2 separate regions of the Xenopus laevis genome follow, and region 2 is linked to region 1. The links are chromatin contacts, called in public Hi-C maps. All regions are on one chromosome and are shown on one strand. Each heading gives the region's core, a stretch centred on a gene start, on an enhancer-like site or on the middle of the called end of the contact. The rest is flanking DNA. Distances are from core to core; before and after follow the strand shown.

What was found. Hi-C and Micro-C count contacts between places; a contact is called where the count stands out from the background.
Region 2: a contact with region 1 is called in a Hi-C map of the XTC cell line, with 3 times the contacts expected there. The contact joins the promoter of jmjd1c.L here to the enhancer-like site in region 1. A contact is called at or near these places in 2 of 4 Hi-C or Micro-C datasets (the XTC cell line and animal cap).

What each region holds. Positions count from the first base shown.
Region 1 is chr7L:12,810,563-12,813,414 of Xenopus_laevis_v10.1, forward strand. The region is part of intron 1 of jmjd1c.L (probable JmjC domain-containing histone demethylation protein 2C); the gene reads right to left. Among protein-coding and RNA genes, the nearest start is that of jmjd1c.L, 58 kb to the right of the region's middle. Within about 2 kb of position 1,354, at least 3 of the 7 cell types and tissues checked have an H3K27ac peak or open chromatin away from gene starts, as enhancers often do.
Region 2 is chr7L:12,868,817-12,871,668 of Xenopus_laevis_v10.1, forward strand. jmjd1c.L (probable JmjC domain-containing histone demethylation protein 2C) reads right to left here and starts at 1,452. Exons shown (of 26, transcript XM_018225114.2): 1 at 1,147-1,452. The coding sequence starts at 1,311.

The DNA.
Region 1 (2,852 bases), core at 104-2,603:
CGTGTTGTGTGGGGGGACAAGACTACCAGGTAAAAAATTGTAAAGGTGCTGTGCAGATGTTTAGTGGTGGAGATGGCTGTCCAAAAGAGCAGAAGACAAGAGAAAATATGAAGTGGAAATAGGCTGGAAGTGGATGGAGCCAAGGCATGTTAGAGGAGGGGAAGGTTGGGTGGGGTTGTATGAGCCATTATTTACAGTAGTAACAATACATGTCTGGTGTTTCTATTCTAGCGCTGCACAGATAGTACGAGGACATGTAGCAGGGCATCTACTACTTTAAAGGGGTGGTTCACCTTTGAGTAAATTTTTATATGTTATAGAATAGCAACTTTTCAGTTGGTCTTCCTTATTTATTGTTTATAGTTTTTTTTTGTTTTTGTTTTTTAAATGTGATTTTTATTGCCATTTAAAGTTTACAATTAGAAAGAAAACAAACAGGGAAATCCATATTAATAATCAATCGCGGATAAGATCTGAATGTTTATAGTTTTTAAATGATTTGCCTTTTTCTTCTGACTCTTTCTGGCTTCCAAATGGGGGGGTCACTGACCCCCATCTAAAAACAAACAGTCCATGACACAAAAGGGGTGGAGCCACGCATAGTGCCGCAAAAGGGGGAGGAGCAACGCGTGCGATCTGCAGAAACCTGGAAAGAAAAAAAGGAAAGTTCTTTGCGAATCGGGGGCTTGCCAAGGGCTTTTTTAAAGTGTATTACAAATAACAGGCAACTCCATTGCCTCTAAATTTGAAATACCGGCCACGCCTTGGCACACCCCACGCAAACTCCATAGGGCTCCTACGCTAGCTGAAGGTAAGGGAGCGCATAGTTTCAGGCCGGCATTTGGAGCAGGTCTGGGGGCTATGGGGTTTTTACCAGGAATTACAGTTCAGCCACATGTGGAGGGTAGAAGTTTAGATAGAAGTTCAGTTATTCTGGAGCTGCTTCTGCTCTTAATGAAAGCTTTACATCTCCTCCCTGCATGTTACCCTGAGTGCTGAGCCAGGTCAGAGCTGTGACTATGCAGGATCCAGCTGTTTCTGCTTATTTTGTTTCATTTTTTTTTTCCCAGCCTCGAAATTTCTCAGGATTGAAGTAACGCCTGTTGAGATTTTGAAATGATGTTGTCTGGCACTGTGAGCCCCTTTTGTTTGTTTATGGATGGAATTGCTCGGCATGGGGCCTCTGGAACTCAGGAAACCTGAGAGTAGTTTTTCCCAATCATGGGGTTCTTGGAAACACTCCTTTGGGCATAAGGCCGGCTTAGCAAACTATTATGTAACTTCCAGCGACCCATCGCTTGCCTCTTTACTGCACCCTGAGAGCCGACCCCAGTTCAGTAAAAGTTGGGGGGATTATATGAAATGGTGGCTCAGTAATTAGAAGTGGTGTCTCGCAACACTGGGTCCTGTGCTCCGTTTCAGCAATGGGACTGCAAAGAGTTTATATGTTCTCCTTGTGCTTGTATGGGTTCCCCCCAGTTTCCTCCCTCACTCCAAAAATACACCGGCAAGTTTCAGATACATTTGACCCTAGTGTGTGTGAATAAGATAGTGGAACTACCATACAGCAGGGGCCCCCGGGGATAGGGGAGTCCAGATCATGGGGTTTGCTGTATATACAACAGGGGGTACGTACCCTCCAGACTTACCACATAGGCACCAAGAGCTTGTTTTTAGGGTGCAGGGATGGAACTAGGGGTAGGCAGAAAAGTCACCTGCCTAGGGCGCAACAGTAGGGTGGCACTGTGTATCTGTTCTGCCTACCCCCAGTTTATAGTCGCTCTGCTGGTCTGTTTTCCCCTCAGCCACTTCCCCTCCCCCTCCAGCACTCCCCTGAGCCGCTTCCCCTCCCCCTCTAGCACTCCCCTGAGCCATTTCCCCTCCCCCTCCAGCACTCCCCTGAGCCGCTTCCCCTCCCCCTCCAGCACTACCCTCAGCCGCTCCCCCTCCAGCAATCCCGAGCCGCTTCCCCTCCCCCTCCAGCACACCCCTCAGCCGCTTCCCCTCCAGCACTCCTCTGAGCTGCTTCACCTCCCCCTCCAGCACTCCCCTCAGCCGCTTCCCCTCCAGCACTCCCACCAGCTGCTAGCCCTCCCCCCTCCAGCACTCCCCTAAGCCGCTTCCCCTCCCCCCTCCAGCACTCCCCTCAGTCGCTTCCCCTCCCCCCTCCAGCACTCCCCTCAGCTGCTGCCTCTCCCCCCTCCAGCAGTCCCCTTAGCTGATTCCCCGCCCCCCTTGATGTCACGGTGCGCTTAAGCGAGGTTGCTGGCCGGATTTCCTAGGGTGCCCGGTCGGCTTGGCCCGGCCCTGCTGGGGTGGTCCCCTGGAGTGATGATATGGGATGAAGTAAAAGGTTTCCAAAAGAAATTTGAGCTGCTGAATATATAAACTAAATAACTCACAAACCATAAATAATAAAAACCAATTGCAAATTGTCTCAGAATATCACTCTGTACGTCATACTACAGGTTGATTTCAAGGTAAACAACCCCTTTAAAGAAAGAGTCCACTTTTATTTTTAAAAATATAAAACTGGAACACAAAGGTCAATGTAAAACAAGCGGGTGCTGCCTGTACCCGGTGCCTGAATTAGGCCTCAGGGTGTGGGACTCTCCTGCGCTGGAATGTAAACACATTAATCACATGTCAGCTGCAAGCGCTTTTGTTCCTTTCTCTCTTTTAATAAAACAGAATGTACTTGAAGAGTTCAGGTCAGTTTACAGGCAGAAAGTACAAATCAGGCCACCGGCTCCCAGTACTGTACCTGTAGGGCCAACTGGGGATACTGGTGTAACACAACTCAGTTACCTTCCCTAATATCTCTTTTTTACATTCTGAAATTCAATCAGCTT
Region 2 (2,852 bases), core at 202-2,701, 58 kb after region 1:
GGGAGCTGTAGTATAGGTGTGTGTATAGTAGGAGCTGTAGTATAGGTGTGTGTATAGTGGGAGATGTAGTATAGGTGTGTGTATAGTAGGAGCTGTAGTATAGGTGTGTGTATAGTGGGAGATGTAGTATAGGTGTGTGTATAGTGGGAGATGTAGTATAGGTGTGTGTATAGTGGGAGATGTAGTATAGGTGTGTGTATAGTGGGAGATGTAGTATAGGTGTGTGTGTATAGTGGGAGATGTAGTATAGGTGTGTGTATAGTAGGAGCTGTAGTATAGGTGTGTGTATAGTGGGAGATGTAGTATAGGTGTGTGTATAGTAGGAGCTGTAGTATAGGTGTGTGTATAGTGGGAGATGTAGTATAGGTGTGTGTATAGTGGGAGATGTAGTATAGGTGTGTGTATAGTGGGAGATGTAGTATAGGTGTGTGTATAGTGGGAGATGTAGTATAGGTGTGTGTGTATAGTGGGAGATGTAGTATAGGTGTGTGTATAGTGGGAGCTGTAGTATAGGTGTGTGTATAGTGGGAGATGTAGTATAGGTGTGTGTATAGTAGGAGATGTAGTATAGGTGTGTGTATAGTGGGAGATGTAGTATAGGTGTGTGTATAGTGGGAGATGTAGTATAGGTGTGTGTATAGTGGGAGATGTAGTATAGGTGTGTGTATAGTGAGAGATGTAGTATAGGTGTGTGTGTATAGTGGGAGATGTAGTATAGGTGTGTGTATAGTGGAAGCCCCAGTGGGTCCCTGCAGAGCCAGGCAGAGAGGAGCTCAGAGAAGCCACAACACAGACCCTATTACAGTTAAGAGGATACTCTCCGTGTCATATTCAAATGTGCAGCAGAGATACCCCCAGCTCTTATGCACAACTCCCAGTCCCAAAACTCCCAGCACCCACAAATCCCAGTCCCACAACTCCCAGTCCCACAACTCCCAGCACCCCTCAGATCTCTCAGCTGGAAGTTGTAGCACCAACAAGCTGCACAATGAGTTCCCCTCAATCAGGGAGTCCAGTGTTAAACGTGTAAAAGGAATCATTCAGTGTCAGCGAGTCCCTGCCCCGCAGAGCTCACACTCTAATGACTGAGGCACAGCCGGGTCTCCCAGGCAGGGGAGTAGCAGCCGCTCTGTCCGTATCACTTACCGCCAATTCTGGGTTGTCGTTGTCCCTGTGAGACACCGCTCGGATAACTCCGGCTCTCCAGCCCCAGCGACCGATCTGCCCGATCTCCGGCGGCTCCTCTCCTCCTCCGAGGACCAAACAGACGAAGCGCTTCCCTACGAGCTCCGGCCGCACTCCCAGCGCCATGACAATAAGACAGAGCCCCAGTCACAATCCTCTCTCTCTCTCGTTCCCTTATGAGCAGCGGCGGCGGCGGCACATGCTGAGAGTCCCCGGCTCCTTCCAGAGAACTGTGTGCCGGCTCCTCCAGCCGCCGCGTCCCCCTCGCAGCCTCAGGCACTCAGAGCTGACACACAGCACAGCGAACCGCTCCGCCGCCCCTGTCAGATGCAACGAGGCCGACTAGTGGCGGCAGCAGACGGTGTCCTTCCGCCAGACTGGCCTCAAAAAAGTGCCCTGAACCTGAGCAAATGTCATGCACTAAATGACTGCAGAGCTAACACTTCATATTAGTAACAGCAACCCGCACTTACTAACCATTAATTCTAGGTAAGGAATTATTCATGCACATTATAAATAAATAACAATATCATAATAATTACATTACACAGGACATCAGGCTGAGAAAGCAAACATTGCCTATGTATTTTATTATTATTAGTATGTATTTTATTATTATTATTATTATTAATAATATTATTATTATGTATTTTATTATTATTATTGTTATTATGTATTTTATTATTATTATTATCATTATTATCATTATCATTATTATTATTATTATTTTATTATTATTAATATTATGTATTTTATTATTATGTATTTTACTATTATTGTTATTATTATTATTATTATTATTATTATGTATTTATTATTATTATAATTATTATTATTTTATTATTATTATTTTATTATTATTATTATTATTATTATTATTATTATTATTATTATTATTATTATTATTATTATTATGTATTTTATTATTATTATTATGTATTTTATTATTATTATTATTATTATTATTATTATTATTATTAGTATGTATTTTATTATTATTATTAGTATGTATTTTATTATTATTATTAGTATTATTATTTTTTATGTTTATTATTAGTAGTATTATTATTAATAGTAGCGTATTATCACTCCACAAATAATTACATTTTCAGAATAAAATATATTTAAAGGAACAGTTCAGTGTAAAAATAAAAACTGGGTAAATAGATAGGCTGTGCAAAATAAATAATGTTTCTAATATAGTTAGTTAGCCAAATATGTAATGTATAAAGGCTGGAGTGACTGGATGTCTAACATAATAGCCAGAACACTACTTCCTGCTTTTCAGCTCTATAACTCTGAGTTAGTCAGTGACTATAAGGGGGGCCACATGGGACATAACTGTTCAGTGAGTTTGCAATTGATCCTCAGCATTAAGCTCAGATTCAAAAGCAACGGTTATGAGCGATGTGCCCTATCTATTTAACCAGTTTTTATTTTTACACCGAACAATTTCTTTAAAGAAATGGTTAACCTTTAAGTTAACTTTTAGGACCTTATTTATCAAAATCGGAATTTTTTGATTTTAAAAAGTCCAACCAAACTGGAATCCACGATTGGACCTTATTTATTATAAAGAAAATCTCGATCCAAGCGGATCAGGGACAAACACGAGTAAAAATTGAGCAAAAATCCAAACCGTACATTTTCTTTCGTAGTTTTTTCCA